Linked DNA regions of Mus musculus: all the other regions are linked to region 1. A link is a contact called in public Hi-C and promoter capture Hi-C data. All regions are on one chromosome and are shown on one strand. The core of a region is the stretch at or near the end of the contact, and the rest is flanking DNA. Distances in the headings are between cores, read along the strand shown. Region 1 overlaps Man2a1 (mannosidase 2, alpha 1). Region 2 overlaps Rab31 (RAB31, member RAS oncogene family). Region 3 overlaps Fer (fer (fms/fps related) protein kinase).

What was found. Promoter capture Hi-C pulls out the DNA fragments that hold promoters and counts their contacts. A called contact is a pair of places that touch in the nucleus more often than the background predicts.
Region 2: a contact with region 1 is called in a promoter capture Hi-C map of pre-B cells, with 5 times the contacts expected there. The contact joins two enhancer-like sites. A contact is called at or near these places in 1 of 39 promoter capture datasets (pre-B cells) and 1 of 115 datasets of contacts at active chromatin or transcription factors (large pre-B cells).
Region 3: a contact with region 1 is called in a Hi-C map of bone marrow-derived macrophages, with 11 read pairs. The contact joins two enhancer-like sites. A contact is called at or near these places in 1 of 39 promoter capture datasets (embryonic stem cells) and 1 of 484 Hi-C or Micro-C datasets (bone marrow-derived macrophages).

The regions. Positions count from the first base shown.
Region 1 is chr17:64,752,706-64,755,800 of GRCm38.p6, reverse strand. Man2a1 (mannosidase 2, alpha 1) reads right to left here. Exons shown (of 22, transcript NM_008549.2): 22 at 691-3,095. Among named protein-coding and RNA genes, the nearest start is that of Dreh, 13 kb to the left of the region's middle. Within about 2 kb of position 1,525, at least 140 of the 459 cell types and tissues checked have an H3K27ac peak or open chromatin away from gene starts, as enhancers often do. A contact at or near this core is called in bone marrow-derived macrophages and pre-B cells, where this site is marked.
Region 2 is chr17:65,722,889-65,725,983 of GRCm38.p6, reverse strand. All of the region lies in intron 1 of Rab31 (RAB31, member RAS oncogene family), which reads left to right. Among named protein-coding and RNA genes, the nearest start is that of Rab31, 48 kb to the left of the region's middle. Within about 2 kb of position 1,518, at least 152 of the 459 cell types and tissues checked have an H3K27ac peak or open chromatin away from gene starts, as enhancers often do. A contact at or near this core is called in pre-B cells, where this site is marked.
Region 3 is chr17:63,893,872-63,896,966 of GRCm38.p6, reverse strand. It overlaps Fer (fer (fms/fps related) protein kinase), which reads right to left. Exons shown (of 19, transcript NM_001037997.3): 2 at 684-949. The coding sequence starts at 890. Among named protein-coding and RNA genes, the nearest start is that of Fer, 31 kb to the right of the region's middle. Within about 2 kb of position 1,611, at least 9 of the 459 cell types and tissues checked have an H3K27ac peak or open chromatin away from gene starts, as enhancers often do. A contact at or near this core is called in bone marrow-derived macrophages, where this site is marked.

The DNA.
Region 1 (3,095 bases), core at 276-2,775:
GGAGAGAGAGAAAGAGAGAGAGAGAGAGAGAGAGAGAGAGAGAAGAACCAAAACCTACAGAGCCAAGGACTTAGTTTTCATTACCTCCCCAGGGAAATGGTTTTTTTGGTTTTTGTTTTTTTGTTTTTTGTTGTTGTTGTTTTGTACATTTTACTGCATGCCACCAGAAATAAATCAAAGTTTTCCAGTTAGCACATCACCTGTGGAGCCTCAGGATAGTATTCTTTGCCCTCAGCCAATGGCGCTTTCTGAAGGTGCTCCTCAGCCATGGCTGCTGTGCATTCACCCGGGCAGGGCAGTAGCAGCATCGGAAACTCTCTCTTCCTTCGGCCTTATTTTCTGGATCTATTTACAAGGGCCTTCTTAGCTCTGTGTGCTGATTTACCTTCATATCCTGTTCTGCCCTGTTCTTTCCATATCTAGAATCTGACCAAAGTGTTCCTTTAATCTATCACACACAGATGTGAACTCACTAATATTCATCTACCACCTGTTCACAGAACACACCCTCATCCTGTCCCCCCCCCCCCCACCCTTTTAACTAGGGCTGGGCTGAAGAGAGCTGATTTTGTCACAGCAGAACCAAGAACAGCCACCTGGCCCCTCGGCTGCTTTGCTCTACTTCTTTGTTATAAAAGTGTTAATAGATCTGTTTGAAAGTAGGATTAAGAATTACTCCAGAAGACAATGCACAGGATAAGATTATATTTTATTAGAGATCTTATATTACATATTCCCAAAAAGTTATAAAAATCTTCCAAGAGAAAAATATCAAAACCTGTTGATTTCAATGAGCAAAATAATCACAATGAAAGTAAACATTTTCTTCTAGACAAAGGACTGTGAAAACACTTCAGCACGAGTACAGCAAAGACACGGGATGATAATTACAATGTCTTCTAACATCATACAGCATTTTCTTAAATCAATTTTTTTTTTTAGAATGCTGATATTTGAACCATGCACCTCTAAACAAAATTAAAATTTCAGAGAGTGGGGAGAGAGTAGCGAGACAGTCTTGGTCCACTGAGCATCTGTGATAACAGATGTACCAAGCCTAACTAAACAGACCGCCCCCCCCCTCCCCCGCTGTCAGGTCTGAAGTGTGGCTGACTGCCCACGTGTGCCAGAGAAACCAGTTTCTGACCATAACCCAAAGCAAAAGACACCCTCTCTTCATTTCCCCAGTGTTGTAATGTGAAAATAACTTTAAAAAGCAGAAGCTTGCTGGTTACATAGAGTTTCTGCTTCACCTGTGAATAAGGAGCTGGTGGCCAGAACACAGAGTGGGTCCCCTGTGTCTGCTGTTTTTGTTTATTATTTATGTCAGCCACTGGTTTCATTTGGCCTCATCAGAACTTCTGTAGTGATTAAGCATAGCCACTTAACCACAGAGCACAGTGAACATCCACAGGAAGGCATACACTTAAGATACAACAAGAAAATAGATCATATTCGTGGGACTGGCGCTTGGTCGTCCTAGCTAGCGTCTGCAGAGGTTATAGGAGGAAGTGGTTTTGTTGTACTTTCAGTTGCTTATTCCCCAACAAATGAGGAAGGGAATGTACGTCACATGCTTACTGCATGAAATTATACCCTTGCAATGGTCCTGTCATTCTGGTATTTCCTTAATGATTATAGGCAAAGGATTTTAGGAACTCAACAGAACAGCGAATGTAGGAGCTGCATCTTGAGGAAGAATCCAGATGACGATCAGAATAAACAGTGAGGCAGAAATGCTTTTCTCTGTAATGTACTGGAATGGTAAGAGGTAAGTGGAGGTTTAAAGTCAAAGAATACTAAATTAGGTTAAGACACTGAGGAGAATTTTTCAAAAGTGGATATAGCCAAAGCATTCTTTCTATACCAAAATTAAATACTATTATTCTATTACAGAAACAATGATCTCAAATGACCTCAAAGGTCCCATGATGGTACATGGGCTAGACTAACACGCTGAGTTTACCACACACAAATGTTTGGAACGTGTTCTTTAGTAAGGAACATAAGATGAGCTACACACAGAGGATTTTAGAAAACAGTCTATTTTTAAAGCATTCTCTCTTTAACGCGGTTAAGTACTGTGAAATGCAAGAAGTACTTGGATCTTGTGGGTTACGAAATCCTTGCTTCAACTTGCAGTTTCCTTGGCAGCAGCATATTTTAATTAGCAATATTTTTCTCCCTTGTTTCGTTTTCTGACATCTCAGTACATTCAAATAGTCAAAATGTTTAGAGTAACATCACCACAAATGTAATGACACAGATCAGGATGTGGCCAGCATTATCAAGCAAAAAATTTTACATAATTTATGTGTCATAGAAAGTACCCACCCCCTATCCCAACCTCCCAATACCCCACCTCCCAAACAGTAATATGGACAGTAATAAGATTTAACAAGACTTATAAAAAAATAAGGCACATTTATTTTTGATATGGTAATTTAAAAATAGAAAACCCCACCTTGGAACACCTGTATTCAAATGAGCTGTATAGAAAGACACCTTGTGGTACCTAAAGTGGAACTGCTTCTTCTGTTTCAGTGACAATGGAATAAATTGCACCCATCCCATGTTGTCAAGTAATGAAAATACACCTCTTTTTCTACTGGTGAACGACTAAAATTATCACTTATTTTTTTAAATGTGTGGGTAGGAAAGGGTAGCCAAGAGGTTCATTGGAAAAGAGTATGAAAACCAACTACATTTATCATAAGGGTTGAGGGATTGCACTTTTCCACATTATTTTAACATACAAAATATTCAAATTTATATCAATGATTACAACTACTTTGGCCATTAAGCTGTTACCTACCAACTTCTGATTTTTCTTTCTATTTAAGTCAAATGGGTATTTTTTTAATAAAACATGATCAGAGATAAGAATACTTCTAGAGAATCTCTTTACAACCCTCAATGCAAACATAGTTAGCATTTAACCTGAGATGCAGTCTGTTGAGGGCTTATCTTTCAATAGTTCTTCATTTTTGTTACCTCAGTTCATACTGATAACGGTAGCTGTGGGACAAACTCAGAGAAAGAAACCTTTTTTTAAAGCATGGCTTTTTCTTACTAGATTGGTTTAAAAAACAAAA
Region 2 (3,095 bases), core at 269-2,768, 970 kb before region 1:
CAGGTGAGAGTAACAGTGGACAGGAAGTAGCATTGTTCATCACTGGTGTGTGGCAGGGGTGGAGACACCACCCTGAGAGCCCAGCCAGAGAGTTCAAGGAAGGCGTCTCAGGCCAGAAGAACTGTGGACATTTCTTTTCTTTTTCTCTTTCTGTTTATTTTTTCTTTTTCTTTTCCTTGTTTCTTTCTTTTTCTTTCTTTCTTTTTTTTCTTTTTTTCTTTTTCTTTCTTTTTTTTTTTTTTTTTTTACTTTTTGTTTGATGGTTTTGTTTCTGTGTCCTCGTTTTGAAGCAGGGTTTCTCATTGTAACAGCCCTGGCTGTCCAGGAATTGCATTGTATACCAAACCTTTGTTGTGCCAGCGAACACAGGAGCCAAGCTGAGGCAACTCACAGCAGGGTCTTTATTCTGTTTGAGCTAGCTCGCCCCCCCACCCCCACCCCAAGGTCACGCAAGACAGTTTTGGTGGTGGGGAAGCCTGAAACGTCTATTAGGGCAAGGCAAGCATCTAATTGGAGAGCTACCGTGGCCTTTAACATAATTGGCTGGTGCTGTGAGTCATATCATAAACTTAACTTGTGGGGTCGGGCATGGTGGCGCATGTCTTTAATCCCAGCACTTGGGAGGCAGAGGCAGGTGAATTTCTGAGTTCAAGGCCAGCCTGGTCTACAGAGTGAGTTCCAGGACAGCCAGGGCTACAGAGAGAAACCTTGTCTCCAAAACACCAAAAAACCAAAACCAAAAAAAAAACCAAACCAAAAAAACCCTTAACTTTTGCTCCCCTCTGCATTGGTGGTCTTTAGGCAAGGTGTGGGCTTGTGACCTGGGGTGCAGGTCTGTTGGGGGAATAACCTGGAGACACTGGTCTTGTTGAGGGTATAGCCTGGAAACGCTGGTTTTGTTGGGGATTAGCCTAGAGACTAGAGCTAGGCTAATTTTTTTGTTGTTGTTGTGGAGTAGCAACTTGTTCAAATTTAGGTCAGGTTCTCTAAATGAAGTCTGAACTTGAGAGATTTGGCATCTCACCTTGAACTCACAGAGATCTGCTTGTATCTGTGCCCCCTGCCCCTTCCCCGTGCCTCCCCTCCCCCGTGCTGGAATTAAAGGCCAGCAAACTACGAGCATTTTCTAATTGGCTCATAGTTTTAGGGTACGGAGTTGGACGAGCCCAGGTGTTACCTAAAAACATGTGAGGGAGGAGGGGAGGAAGGGGAGGAGAAGAGAGGGGAGGAGGAGGGGAGGAGGAGGAGGAGGAGGAGGAGGAGGAGGGGAGGAGGAGGAGGAGGAGGAGGAGGAGGAGAAGAAGGAGAGAAAATTAATTAATTAAAAAAAAATTAAAGACTCCATTCACTGCCACCACTGCCTTTGGCCTGCACTTTTCTGGCCCGGGTCCTCACCACCCCCACCAGTGACAGCTCATTTGTCCCTCCTCAGCTGCTTTAAGCCCTTCCTTCAACCATGCCACCCTCAGGGGAATGGAAACTACACAGCTGCTCTGCCCCGCTCTGCCCTGCTCTGCCCTGCCCAGGAAGGCACCGGAAACGCCCTGTGCTGCAAGGGTTCCTCCAGGAAGCAACTGTGTCCTAGAAGTTGCTGGGCGGGCCGAGTGGCAGCCTCACCCTGGCTGGACCCACGCCCCGTTCTTCTACTTTACATCATGGTCCGTGGTTTAAGAGTCCTTTCTCAGGCATCTTCCATCTGTTTCTTCATTCTTCGCTCGCTCTAGCCATAAGCATCTCCGAAACCCTGCTTTCTCTGTACTGACCGTAGGCTGGACCCCACCGGTATCGGTTATCAGCTACCTCCCTGGTTTGCAAACTCCATTAGAGGGAGGTGGTAGGCTACCTTTCCTGGCCTGCAGGGTTCCCAGACACAGTAGGGAGGGTCTGAACACTCAGAGGTGCCCACCCACGTCCAACCCCAGCACGCAGGGCTCTGAAGCAGATGCTCCACCTGGCTCTCCTCCCTCACATGTTTTTAGGTCACACCCAGGATCATCCCTATTCTTTACCCCAAAAGTGCTGCTTGGAGAGAGCTGCCCTTAGTTCTCTTGGCTGGAGAACTATGTACTTCCTTGTACTTCTTTATTCTTTGGACTCTCTGCCGGGCTCTCAGGGTGTTGTGGTGGCTCCGCCCCTGCCATGCACCAGCCATGACAGATGTTACATCCTCTCAATTGACATGCTCACCTGGGGCGCATGCATGGGGGCGTGGCGGAGAGCTCCACCCTAAGTCCATTCCACAGATCAGCTGAGCAGAGCCGGCCTGAAGGCCAGCCCTTGAAATACCCTTCATGGTGAAAGCGCTAAGCTGTTTTACGATTATTAACTCCAGTCCTTGCCTTCTGCAGATGGCTCAAGTGAAACGCCAGCTTTTTTGGTGAGCTAGAGAAGCAAGATGATCATCTGTCAGAGGGCAACTTGGGGGAGTTCTCTTCTATCAAGAGTGTCCTGGGGATTGAACTCAGTTCATCCATCATTCTTCATGTACCCGTTTTCTAAGCCAGTTTCTCAGCCACTTGATTAGAATCTTTCAAAAAAAAATTGTATGGATATTTTGTCCAAATGTATTTTCCGTGCATCATGTTTACGCAATTGCCTGTAGAGACCAGAAGAGGATATTAAGTCCCAGATGTCCAGTGGAACTGGGATCACAGATGTTTGTGGGCTGTTGCGTTGTGGTGCTTGGAACTGAACCTGGGTCTTCTGCAAGAGCAGCAAGCATTCTTAACTACTGAGCCATCTTGTCAGCCTAAAACTTTGTTTTTGTTTTTTTGTTTTTGTTTTTAATCACACCTTTAGGGGTTGGGAATGTAACTCAGTTGGTAGTAGAGTGGGTGAAGTGCATGAAGCTCTCTCTCTGGGTTTGATCCCTAGTGATATGTAAGCCAGGCTTGGTGGTACATCACTGCAGTCCTGGCACTTGAGATGTGGAGGTATGATCAGTTCGAGATTATCCTAATCCATAGGAAGCTTGAGGCTAGCTTGCGCTAGGGATACTCTCATAATAAATAGATAAATAAATAAAGTCACATAGGAGAACCATACACAACTCTTAAGTATCTGGGTCACTCAGCTTTTTGTTTCTATGGAAACCT
Region 3 (3,095 bases), core at 362-2,861, 860 kb after region 1:
TCAAACTTTTAATTAATTAATTTTAAGAAAATCTCAATTAAAGGTGGTAAGTAAATGAAAAGAATTAAAGGAAGATAAAACAAAAAGAAAGCAAATGGTCAAATAATACATTTAACTACAGTTAATAATAATATCAAATGCCACATTAAAATGTATTCTGAACTGAAAGAATTCTAAAATAAGCACATAAAAATTTAGAGGGCACGGGGATGAGGACAATGCTTTAGTAGGGAAAGGTGGTAGCTGTGCAAGCTTGAAAACCTGGGTCCAACTCCCACTCACACAACAAAGGCAGACTTGACCGCATGTGCCTGCAATCCCGGGGCTTTGAGGCAAAATCAGGTGGATCCCAGGAGCTTGCTGCCCACACAGCCTAGCATCTAGGCTAAGCCCAAACCTAACCAAGTTCCTAACTCAGGACTGAGCTGGAAAGCTATACAAAACACCACTATGCTCCTCAGGCCTCCACATGCAGTGTTCAGGTGTGTGCACCTACATACGCCCCGATCTGTGCATACATGTGTACACCACACACAGAAAGATCCTTTAGAGGATGCGGATGAGACAGTATTAAGAGAAAATTTAAAACACTGCAAGTTGCCATGGGTATGCTCGTTCTATAATATGATGTTTGTTCAAAGGACAAATGTGACCCTATACAAAACAAGTGGGGTCATTCTTACCTTGGACACGTTGCTGACATAATTCACTTGCACAGTGCTTTCTTTATCAACTTGATTACAAAGATTCTGTAGAGTATATGCATATTCTTTATCACTCTTTATTCTCAGAGCCATAAATTTCTTCACTGTCTCCAGCAACCGTAGTTCCCAGTCTTGCAACTTTAACACAGCTTCCTGTGAGTTCTTCAGGTCACTCCCAAATCCCATTTTGTAAGATATAGCTTATCCTCCACACTGTGCACGTGAGCCTGCTAGTCAGCACATATCTGTGAACACAGACGTGAGTCAGTTAGAAGGAAGTTTATCCTCCAGTCAAAAGGATGGCCCACTGGGTTGTTGGGTTGGTTGGTTGGTTGGTTGGTTGGTTGGTTTGTTTAACTTGGAATACTGCTTTATTTCTCAAATTTGGAAGTGATTTTCTTCATTGTGAACAAACCTGAGCAGTATATAATTCATCAAAATTGTTTTTAGAGGAAATACAATGTAAAATAAAGTACATCAAATTATTTAAATCAATTCATATATTTATCTTAAATCCTGTAATTATTTTTTAATCAAATTAATATGACACCAACACATATTCCAAATGTATGTTTTTGTTGTTGAGTCACAAAATACAAATTGCATTTCAGAGTTAGGTAATAGAATTTGGGAAATTAACTGATTATGTTTCCCAGGGTCCAGCTTCGACAAGAGTCAGGGGTCATCAAGGACTAGGGATACCTGGTAGGTGAATAAGAAAACGTACAATTGACATACAATACTGACAGGCTGTTCTTTTTTGACATGGGAGCCCTTGAACTCGGAAGTCAGGGGGTTCACCTAGACTTGACTCAGCCCCAGTCTTTTATTGAAATCATACAAGGAAGTTGGAATCCCAAAGTTCACAGAGGGTGGGTAAATGCTTCTCTATTTTCCTGTGCCAACATTTTCTAATGACACAGAGTAGTACAGATTTAGAACAGAAAAAAGGGAACTATACAATCTCAAACATAAAAGTTTTATAGCAAGCACAATTTTTTTTGTATCTCCCAACCCCCAGTCTCTGGTGAGGTTGGGGACAGCAGTATTGGGGTTACAAAGTCAGTATCTCAGACATGTATGAGACAGTATGGTTTCATAAAAGGACAAACATGAGATCATACTGCTAACCCTTCAGTCTTTGGATCTGCAATCTAGATCAAACATCCAGGACCCCATCTGTCTGTCTACAAAAACAGCCTCACTTAATCCTACGGGGCTGCCACCATCATCCCTGAACCCGAGTGTTGTGGATAGCCCTGGGGCTAATTATATTTGATGTTAAATCTGTTCTCCTCCTGTGAGTGGCTGCAAAGAAGGAATGAGTCAGCACTCAGGTGATTTCCTGCTTCCTACCTTAATTTGTAAAATAAAGGAGAGCTGATGATTGGGCAGATAAAAAGGGAAGGTGGAGCAGAAGGTAGGAGAGAGAAGGAGGAGAAATGGAAGAGGATGCAGAGGAGGAAGAAAAGAGGAGCAGAAGCACATTGCCTGGAGAAACTGCAAGTTCTAAGGAGTCCGATAGATGGAGAAGATGGTAGTATAGCGGTAGATCTGCCCAATCTAGGCACACAGCATATATTAACTGTGTTGTGTTTTCATTGCTAGGGCATATTTGGAAAGAGATTTACCACAACCCCCGAGGAACCCATTGCTGACTTTCTGGGAAATATCTGTATATTATTCCAACCTCAATTTTATGATAAAACTATCCTATTTTTATTATACAGAATTGACACTAAGGCTGGGTGAACAGCTGCAGACTTACTCATCTCTGCCTGTGACTCTAGGTTACTTGTATTATTGAATGACTATAACATACATTTCTCGTGAACTCATGAACAGCCTTCACTTTAATACTATTGGTAACATCTAGCTTCTGGATATCAAGCGGGCTCCTACTATGTCTTGCCAGGTCACCAAATACCGGCTTAATCAAGGAAGGAAGAGAGAGAAAGAACAGTAAATAGATAAAAAAAAAAAAAAATGGTAAGTACTAAGAATAATTGCAGAAATGACATCATGAGGTGCTTGCACCAAAGAAGCAACCTTGGGACCTCTCTGAACTCATACTGGGGCCCACAAGAGACCATAGCCTCATGCTCTGAAACATGGTACCCCAGGCAAGTTTTTCTCCCTTGTCATCAAGGGTCCCAGGCATCTCAAGTTTAAAGTGGGGTGTCTCCAACGTATATTGACATTACAAAAAATCCAAAAGTATTAATTTGTTTAAAAGTAAACATGTTGGGGCTAGAAGAACTAGCCCAAACACCTGGGAGCTCCCAGAGACTGAGCCACCAACCAGGCCAAGGCCCCCAACACAAATACACCAGAGGACAGCCTGGTCTGACCTCAGTGGGAGAAGACACGTCTAATCCTCAAGAGACTTAG